3 separate regions of the Sus scrofa genome follow, and all the other regions are linked to region 3. Evidence: chromatin contacts called from public HiChIP or PLAC-seq and promoter capture Hi-C data. All regions are on one chromosome and are shown on one strand. Each heading gives the region's core, a stretch centred on a gene start, on an enhancer-like site or on the middle of the called end of the contact. The rest is flanking DNA. Distances are from core to core; before and after follow the strand shown. Region 1 holds the start of KLHL22 (kelch-like protein 22). Region 2 holds the start of SCARF2 (scavenger receptor class F member 2). Region 3 holds the start of GSC2 (homeobox protein goosecoid-2).

Evidence for each region. Promoter capture Hi-C pulls out the DNA fragments that hold promoters and counts their contacts. HiChIP or PLAC-seq counts read pairs in DNA pulled down with a chosen protein or histone mark.
Region 1: a contact with region 3 is called in an H3K27ac HiChIP or PLAC-seq map of skeletal muscle, with 3 times the contacts expected there. The contact joins the promoter of KLHL22 here to the promoter of GSC2 in region 3. A contact is called at or near these places in 1 of 47 Hi-C or Micro-C datasets (liver) and 2 of 2 datasets of contacts at active chromatin or transcription factors (alveolar macrophages and skeletal muscle).
Region 2: a promoter capture Hi-C map of fetal skeletal muscle shows a contact between it and region 3, with 4 times the contacts expected there. The contact joins the promoter of SCARF2 here to the promoter of GSC2 in region 3. A contact is called at or near these places in 4 of 5 promoter capture datasets (fetal liver, fetal skeletal muscle and liver), 11 of 47 Hi-C or Micro-C datasets (alveolar macrophages, embryonic fibroblasts, fetal heart ventricle and 7 more) and 2 of 2 datasets of contacts at active chromatin or transcription factors (alveolar macrophages and skeletal muscle).

The regions. Positions count from the first base shown.
Region 1 is chr14:50,772,285-50,775,208 of Sscrofa11.1, reverse strand. It overlaps KLHL22 (kelch-like protein 22), which reads right to left and starts at 1,292. Exons shown (of 8, transcript XM_021072689.1): 1 at 1,210-1,292; 2 at 564-943. LOC106505550 (a long non-coding RNA gene) reads left to right here and starts at 1,315. Exons shown (of 4, transcript XR_002338430.1): 1 at 1,315-1,561; 2 at 1,679-1,805; 3 at 2,079-2,149.
Region 2 is chr14:50,811,758-50,814,712 of Sscrofa11.1, reverse strand. It overlaps SCARF2 (scavenger receptor class F member 2), which reads right to left and starts at 1,552. Exons shown (of 11, transcript XM_021072793.1): 1 at 1,365-1,552. The coding sequence starts at 1,537.
Region 3 is chr14:50,958,658-50,961,950 of Sscrofa11.1, reverse strand. It overlaps GSC2 (homeobox protein goosecoid-2), which reads left to right and starts at 1,527. Exons shown (of 3, transcript XM_001927426.5): 1 at 1,527-2,016; 2 at 2,117-2,370; 3 at 2,855-3,293. The coding sequence starts at 1,761. The coding sequence ends at 2,959.

The sequences.
Region 1 (2,924 bases), core at 43-2,542, 190 kb after region 3:
TTTCCTTCCACCAGCAAAGTATGAGAACCCAATTTCAACCAGTGTCTAGCACACCCAATAGCATTCTTTAAAAAAAATTGTACTTAGATGAAAAACAGCATTTCACAGTGTAACTTCCCTAACTGTCAAATTTCAAAAAATAAAAAATTAAGTGGAATGCTGCACATACTTTGTGATTTCCTTCCCATTTCTGTTTTTTTTGAAATATAAAACGTTCTTGCAAGCTCACTCTCTGGCACCCTAGACCTATTTATTTTACAAGGGTTCTCTATCACCAAGTCCTTCCCTGGACTAAGTTCCTTCTTCATCCCATTACATTTCCCTAGTCATCACAAGCAAGGCCCTGCATTCAGAGCTCTTCAGGGTTTTAGAAAGAGCAGGAAAAGGGTTTATATCCCAAGTAGGTACAAACCGAAGGACATAAAATGAATTTCATGAACTCATGAATGACAGAGTCTGAAGTATTTTCGAAGAATGTTCAACTCAACACCATTTACTGAACAGACACTGTCATTCCTCTTCAGGGCCCCCAAACAGCGTCTGGCCCCCCACAAAGCTCAAACCTTGGCAGCACGAAGCAAGGTCTCCAACAAAGGGAAAGGGGTCCCACCTCCCAGGGGGTGGCCAGGGTCAGGGGCGGGCTGGGATGGCTCTGGAGCATCAGAGCGGGGCGGGGAGGCGCCCGGGCGAAAGCGCTGGGCCCGCGGCGGGGCCAGAGACCGGGAGCTCCAGGCCCAGGCGTCGCACTGACAGCCCGGCCTCCGGGTCCGTCCGGGTCCGTCCCGGCGGCGCGCAGGGTCCGAGCCTGGGCCGGCTGAGGGGCCGATGCAGGTGGGCCGGGGTCCAAGGTCGAACCGGGTGGACGGACGGCCGCCCGACCCTCCGCCTGCTGCAGGGCCGCCCACACAGCGCCGACGTCGCCGCGGGAAGCGCGCGCGCTGACCTGCCAGAGTGACAGCCCTGGTAGGGACCAGGACGCCGGCGTCCCCGAAGCTCCGGCCCGCCGCGCCCGGGGGTCCCGCCCGCCGCCTCAGCCACGTCAGGCCGCGGGTTCGCCTCAGGCCTCCTCCCGCCCCCCGGCCCGGTCTGCTCCCGGCACGTGCCCCGCGCAGCTCAAGCCCTTGTCCCGGCCCCGCGCGCCCGTCCCACGCTGCGAACCGCCCCCAGGCCCCGCAAGGGAACCCGCGCTGACCGGCGCTGGTCGCTCACCTGGCGCAGCTGCAAGCTGAGGCCGCACTCGCGGGGCGGGGCGGGGCGCGGGGCGGGGCTTCGGTGCCTTACGTGGTCTCGCCGCGCAGGCGCCAGGCGGACGCGGGGCGGGGGCGGGGCCGGGGCGGAGGCGGGATCCCCCTGAAGCCGAGTCTCCGCCTGGTTCCAGACCCCGGCGCCGAGGGGCGCCTGCACAGGCAGCAGAGAGAAGAGTGAGGACGTGAAGGAAGGCGTTCTGGCGAGGATCACGCCCCTTAAACCTTTCCTCCTTCCTCACCTCGGTCCCTCCCTCGAGGTCCTCTGAGTTGCCCGCCCCCTGCTGGATGCCAGCAATGACATAAACATGGCCAGGGTGAACAGGTGTTTTCTTGTTTACCAAGATTGGGGAGTAAATCCGTTCCCCAGCCTACAGCAGGGGCCCGGCAGTCTGAGAAGAGCTTGCGTTCATTTTTCTCCTCCTCACCCGCAGGAGACTCCATTCTACAAGGCTCATGTGTGATGGCCGCGTCCGGAGGATGGGGTGCTGTGACGGAGGATGTGGCTGGGGATGGCTGGAGGTTAAAAAGAACGGTGGGCGAACGTGGGAGAGAGAGAAAGTAAGTGAAAAGAAGCACTGAGCGCAGACAGCTGCCTGAGGCTTTAGACAGGATTGGGAGACTGGAACAGCCTCCAAGAGCAAAGGTTCCCAGTGGGAGAGGCCTTCCAGGAGGGCTTTCTGGAGGTGGTGATCCCCGAGCTGTGTAACAGATGAGAACTTTGGAGGAGCAGGAAAAGCATTCCAGGATGGGGGCAGTGTCAGCAAGAACATGGAGGGCAGATCTAACCAAAAAAAAAACCCCAAAAAACAAAAAACTCAATTGTGTTCACAGCCACTGCTGAGCCGCCATCGTTCACTAGCGCCATCTCTAGCTCGTTGAGCTCCAGCCGAAGGAGAAGGGGGGTAAGTAAGGAGGTCTCTATACCACAGCTTATACAAAGCAGACCTTTGCAAATCCACCGGTGGTAAAGCACTGAAGAAGCAACGGGCTACAAAAGCCGCCCGCAAGAGTGTGCCCTCTACTGGAGGGGTGAAGAAACTTCATCATTACGGGCCTGGTACCCGTGGAACTCTGTGAAATTAGACGTTATCAGAAATCCACTGAAGGTTTAAGGATCTGCTGTTGCTGTGAGCTGTGGTGTAGGTCACATGGCTTGGATCTGGTGTTGCTGTGGCTGTGGTGTAGGTGGGCAGTTGTAGCTCTATTTGGACCCCTAGCCTGGGAACCTCCATATGCCACGGGTGCAGCCCTAAAAAAAGCAAAAAAAAAAAAAGAAGTCCACTGAACTTCTTATTCATAAGCTTCCCTTCCAGTGTCTGGTGTGGGAAATTGCTCAGGACTTCAGAACAGATCTGTGCTCCAGAGTGCACCTATTGCTGCTTTGCTGGAGGCAAGTGAGACCTATCTGGTTGGCCTTTTTGAAGACACCAACCTATGCGCTATCCATGCCAAACGTGTAACAATTATGTCAAAAGACATCCAGTTAGCACACCGCATACATGGAGAACATGCTTAAGTATCCACTAGAATGGGAAACATTTCATTCTTTTTTTTTTTTTTTTTTTTTGTCTTTCCACCTTTTCTAGGGCCACTCCTGCGGCATATGGAGGTTCCCAGGCTAGGGGTCTAATCCGAGCTGTAGCCGCCAGCCTACACCAGAGCCACAGCAACACGGGA
Region 2 (2,955 bases), core at 303-2,802, 150 kb after region 3:
GCCTCGTGGGGAGGTCTCCGGAGAGGGGGAGTGGGAGCAGGCTCCCGACCGCTCCAGGCTGCCATCGGATCCCCCAGCATGGACCCCCACAGGGAAGGAGGGGCCTAGGCGGTAGGACAGGGCCGCTGGCGATCGTGCCCTCCCCCTCTCCAGGCAGCCCCGCCCGCCTCCGCCACTGCATTCCTGGGGCCGGGGAGGCCCGGGAGGCCCGGGAGGCGGCGGCGGCGTCGATGTGAAGCAGATGGCGGGCCAGGCCGGCCCCCGCCCGGAGGCGGAGCTCGCAGCGGGGAGGGGTCTGCGCGCCTCGGGATCTGAGCTTGGAAACCCCGCGCGGCCCCTCACAGCCCCTTGTCTGCGGCGACCGCCCTGCCCCCGGACGCGGCCCCCTGGGCTCTGCGGCCCAGGGCGTCCCTACTGCACCCGCTAGGAGCCGGTGGCTGCCCCTCCAGCTTCCTGTCCACCCGGCGCCCCCGGCACAGGTCAAGGCACCCCCACACACAGGCTTCTTGCCCCCGCGTGGAGATGCCCTTGACCTCGAAATGGCCTCTTAAAGGGGCCCACCAGGTCCTCCGACCCCTGCGTCCACTCCTGGGTCTTGGCCTGTGCTCTTCGCCCTCTGCGCAGAGTCCTGGGCCTGCCGCCCTCGGGCAAGGCCTGTCCCCTCCTGTTCCACACGCTTCCCCAGTCAGCTCCTTGGGGCGCCCCACCTCGGCGCCGCCCCTCCCACACCTGGTATTCCTACCCGGGAGGTCCACATCCTCCCGATGCCGGCGCCGGCGCAGGGCATTGTCTTTTCGATCCCTGCTTCTGGTCCACTCTGAGCGCAGCCTTCTCGATGCCCACCTCCGTTACTACCTTCCTCCCACCCGAGCCCGCTCCTCCTAAGACTGTTCTGTCCTTCCGAGTCTCGCCTGCCTTAAGTCCTCCTCGGCTCCCTTCTTTCAGGAGCGCCGCTCCATCTCCCCTGGACCCTCACCGTCCCTTCATCCTGGCTCTAGCCACACTCGTGTGCCTGGGCTCCTGAGCATGCCATGCCATGCCATGGGCTTGAAATGCCCTTCCTGACTTATGGCCTTCACTGCCCGGCCCAAGGGTCCCTTTTTCTGGGTCTAAAATCTCGGACACCCTGTGTCAGCCCTCCGAGCGCCCACAGTCCTCCGCTTTCCCTTCGCTGTCTCCTCGTCCGGTGTATCCTCGGACGCACCGTCGTGGCCCGGCGCCCTAGCTCGGCCTGGAGCGGAGCCGGTGTCGGCGAGGCCCGCCAGAGAGGCCCGCGCGTTTGGCGCAGAGAGGTCCCGGGCGCCCCCTCCCCCCGGTCCTGGGCGTCCCCTTCGGCTCCCTTCCCCAGCCCGGCCGGCTCCTACCCGGGCGCGCGGCACACGTTGCGGCCGCGCGGGCTCAGCTCCTGGGGCGCCGCGGGGCCGGGCAACAGCCAGAGCAGCAGTAGCAGCGGTGGCGGCGGCAGCAACCGCGGCGGCGGCCCCCCGGCTCCCCGGCGCCGCGCCGGCCCGGCCCCCCGGGGCCCTGCGCCCTCCATGCGGCGCGGGGCAGGCGCGGGGCGGGCGCGGGTGCGGCCGCAAGCGAGAGCGGCCGGAAGCGGAGTGCGCGGCCGGGCGGGGGGCGGCAGGAGGGGCGCCGGGCCGGGCAGGAAATTCCACATCGGCTCCCTGATCCCGGGCCAGCCGCGGCCGGCCAGGCGGCAGCGCCCGCCCCGCGCGCCAGACCCCACCCTCTGGCCGCGCCGCCGCCCCTCCGCACGGCCCCCGCCCCCACGCGGCCGCGCGCAAACTTGGGGGCAAACTTGGAAGGGGCCCGCCCGGGGAATCCCCGACCGCCGCTCGTGTCCCTCCCCTCCCCAGACACCCACCCCAGAAGCGGCCCCTGCGCGCTCCCTGCGAGGCCAGGCCAGGGACGGGAAGGAGGTGGGGACGAGGCGCGACGCACCGAAGCTCCCTCGGCGCCCCCGCCAGCAGCGCCTCAGAACGGCCAGGTCAAGGCTGCAAGCCGGCCTCTGCCCACCCGCACCCCCCAGAGGCCTGCCTAGTACCCGGCTGTGCCATCAGTGCAATCAAAGCCTGCAAGCTACGGCGGGCCGGATGCTCGAGGCCTATGGGTAGACTCGGTCTGGACCAGAGGCCTGAGTAGGAGGTTGGGGAGCATAGGGATGGACTGGAGAGAATGGCACCCCCGTGGGCTCCGACGAGAGAAAGTGGAGGTGAAGGCAGGTCAGGGAGACTAATGGAAGTGGCAGGACCGCCCTGGGACTGAGACCCTACAGCTCTTGTCAAGGTGTGGAGAAGGGCTGGGGACCTGACAGGGATTCCGTCGGTTTCAGGAGGTCACCAAAGGAAAAGTCCAGAAGGTGGAGTCAGGGCTGGAAGCATGGGCGCTACTACATCAGGAGGGTGCGCGGCAGCACAGAGCAGAGCAGGGGCAGCAGAGAAGGGGACAGGGAGGAGAAGGAACCCCAGGCCAGGAAGCAGAGGGGAAGCAGGGACGGCAGGTAAGCCAGGGGATGGAACAGAAAGCTAGCAGCTGGGTCCTAGCAGTGATGAGCTGGGCTTCTGGGGACTTGAGAGTTGGCAGAAGGGCCTGGGCAAGGAGGGGCACCTGCCTTCTCCCAGGGAGCAGGCTGCATGCAGACCCCTGAGGGGACGGTGGTGTCCTGCCTCAGGTACCTGGATAGCCCATCTGGGAGGGTGGAATAAGGGCCACTAAAAGGTCCAAGGCTGTGGGCACCACCAGGCTGGAAGAAGGTGGGCTGGGGAGGAGCAGGGTAGGGGCCTTCCACCATTAGGTCCCCTCTCTGAGCCATGCTGGTCCAGGAGGGAGGCAGAAGTTGGGGAAGGTGGCCGGGGAAGCTGCACCCATGTGGTCACGAATGCAAACACTTCCGTGGGACAAGTAAACAGACCAAGCACTTCTGGGCAGTTCCGTCTGGGCATGGCCTTGATC
Region 3 (3,293 bases), core at 278-2,777:
CTAACAGCAAGCATGCAATTCTGTGAGGAAGTTGGCTGTGAGAGGGAAGAGACGGGAGGTCTGGGGCAGTGGCAGCCATCTTTTGACCATGAGGTGGGCCATTCAAAGAGGAAATGGCTCCTTCACTGAGCTTCCAGATCAAGCCCTGGGCACCATATGTCAGGCCTCTTTGACAACTGAGTCAGCAGGTTCTGTCGCTTGAAGTCCAAAGTGTCCTCACCGACACCAGAGTGGAGTCAGCAAGAGCCCCTCAGGAAGGGGATGTGAAGTGGAAGAAAAGCATATGTTGTCCCCCAAGGGCATTCATGGAGACCCCTGACCAGAGGGGTTCTAACCTTTCACCCACAGAGCATCTGAGAGTTATGTCGCCATTATTATACCAGTGTATAGACTGGGAAACCCCAGCACAAGGGAGGGAAGGAACCTATCCCACAGCTAGGAAATGACAGCTGGAGTGCAAACCAGGCTGCCTGCTGTTATGTCCTGTGAGCCAGAGTAACCTTTCAGAGGTCCAGAGAAGGCCTTACACACAAGCCCTGGCTGGCTGTACAAAGCTGCTTAGTTGAGGATGAAACAGTCTTCCTAGGAGTTCCCGTACTGGAGCAGTGAAACAAATCCAACTGGAAACCATGAGGTTGTGGTTTGATCCCTGGCCTCACTCAGTTACAGATCCAGCATTGCTGTGAGCTGTGGTGTTGGTCGAAGGCGAGGCTTGGATCCTGCATTGCTGTGGCACTGTAGCTCTGATTGGGTTCCCAGCCTGGGAACCTCTGTATGCCTCCGGTGCAGCACTAAAAAGCAAAAAAACAAAAAAAGAAAGAAGGAAAGAAAAAGAAAAGAAAAGAAAAAAACAGTCTTCCTAGAATTTGGCAAAGTGTAGGTCACCAGCATTGTTGGGCAGAATGCCCTGGAGAGATGGTGGACGGAGCCAGACTGGCCCCTGCTGAGCAGTGGGGGTGTGGACGACAGGACAGCTCCTGAGAAGTGTGACTACACTGAGGGTGGGCAGGGGTGTTAAAGGTTTTGAGGGGATGCTGGGACATACAGGAAAGGAAAGGAGAAGTGGCTTCAGAGCACATAAGTGGGGCCTTGGATGGAGTTGGGAAGATTCCCTGATCCAAGAAAAGGGCCCCGGAGCAATGGGGTTGCGGGTTTTGCGCGGGGATGTCTGACGCCCGCGCGGGTTTCCTGCCTGAGGATGAGGCCGGGGCTCTTAATTGGTGGGGGTGGGGGCGGAGATTGGGGCCAAAGTGTGGTGCGAGCACGGCGTTGCGGATGGTATTGGGCCCCACCTGAGGCTGGAGCTCAGAAGTTTGAGGACCAGGAGACTGTGCAGTTTGTCAGGTTTCTCCAGACTTGTTCGCCGCCCAGGTAAGGCCCCGAAGGGGACGAGGAGTCAGCCCTGGCCGCGGTGGCTATGGGACAGGGGACACGGGCTGGGCCGGTGGGTCAGCCGCGCCCTAGGGCTGCAGCGCTCCCGGCGTCCTCTAGGCGCCGCCCTAGCCTCAGGGCTAGACCGCAGGAGGGTGGGCATTGGAGGCAGCCCCGCGCTCCGCCAGCCCCACGGGTCAGGGGCACGGATGCGGGGCGCAGGGCCCCCGCAGCCCCTCCCGCCTCCGCCGCGGCCGCCGGGGATTAGCGCGCTGCTGGCGGTGAGGCGGGATTAGCCCGCGTGGACCCGGCGCCCGGCCCGGGGATTACCGCGCGCCCCCCCGACGGATATATTCCCGCGGCGGCGGCGGCGGTGGCCAACAGGCGGCATGACGGCGGCCGGGGGCGCGTCGGGCCGCAGGGGCTCCGGGAGGCTCTGCCCCTTCTCCATTGAGCATATCCTCTCCGGCCTCCCCGAGCGGAGCCCTCCGGCCCGGGCCGCCCCTCCGCCGCTGGCCGCCGGCCGCCAAAGCCCCGCGGAGCCCGGGGCGCCCGGGACGCCTGAGGCAGCTCCCTGTGCCTGCTGCTGCTGCTGCGGCCCCCGCGCCGCGCCCCAACGGGCCCCGGAGCCGGCCTCGGGGCTGGGTGAGTGGGCGGAGGGCGCGGGCCCGGGGGTACCCAGCGCGGCGCGGTGGGATTGGAGCCCGGCGCCTGCCCCGCGCCTCAACGCGCCCTCGCCCCGCAGGCGCGCGGCTGCCTTGGCCGGTGAGGCTAGGACCCACGGCGCCCTTGCCCTTGGCCTCGTCTACCGAAGGCTCTGGGGCGCTGCCGGGCGCTGGCAGCCCCGGGCCGCAGCGACGCACGAGGCGCCACCGCACCATCTTCAGCGAGGAGCAGCTGCAGGCGCTGGAGGCGCTCTTCGTGCAGAACCAGTACCCCGACGTGGGCACGCGGGAGCGGCTGGCCGGCCGCATCCGCCTGCGCGAGGAGCGTGTAGAGGTGTGTGTCCGCGACTCGGGGCCCGAAGTGCGGAGGCCCCGGGAGCGAGGGAGCGCCAGGCGGGTCCGGGACGAGAGGCGGGCAGGAACTGGCTCTTGCGGAAGGGCAGGAGCCGGAGCGGAGATAAGGCTGGTTTCTTTTCCTTAGTTTTAAACTCCCCTCCCCGGCACCACCCATGACTATCGAGGAGAGCATGCATGTTTCGGAATTTGGGAAGCTCGGGAGAGCGCGCAGCAGCAGGGGGTGGGAAGGGGAGGGCAAGTATGCTGGTCCGAGTGGGGAAGCTGCTACAGCCCCGATGCCCAAGTTGCTACCGGCATCTGCAGCAGGTGAGAGAGCAGGGCGCAGCCGCTGAGCGGTCCTGGCTCCGCAGTCTTCGTCCGCACACACCTGCATCCCGAGGCCCTGGCGGGTCCACTTTGGAAGCTGCGTGGGACGCAGATCCCCAGGCTGGGCGTGCCTGAGCGCCTCTCCTTCTCCTCAGGTCTGGTTCAAGAACCGCCGGGCCAAGTGGCGACACCAGAAACGCGCGTCAGCGTCTGGTAGGCTCCTGCCAGGAGCCAAGAAACCCCCTAAGGAGAGCTGCTGACGGCCATGGGGGTCACTCCTGGGCTCGGCGGCGTCCTCTGGCGTCAGCGCTGGGAGAAGAGAGATCTGCCATAACAGGAGGTGGGAGAGGACACCAGCCTCTTTCGTGGAGTCTGCACAGCTGTCTGCGTCCTGGAGCTCGATGCAGCATCTCCCTCTGCGTGTGTCCCCGGCCACTTGAGCCAGGCGGGAGAGCGCCCCATGCCCCCTGCTCTGTGCGCCCTGTTTTCCAATGGCCAGCGGCCGCAGGGCTGGGGAGATTCGGGGATGGAGTGCGGGACACAGGGAAGGTCAACTTCCTCAATCCCCCACGCACACACCCAGGAGGTACTAAA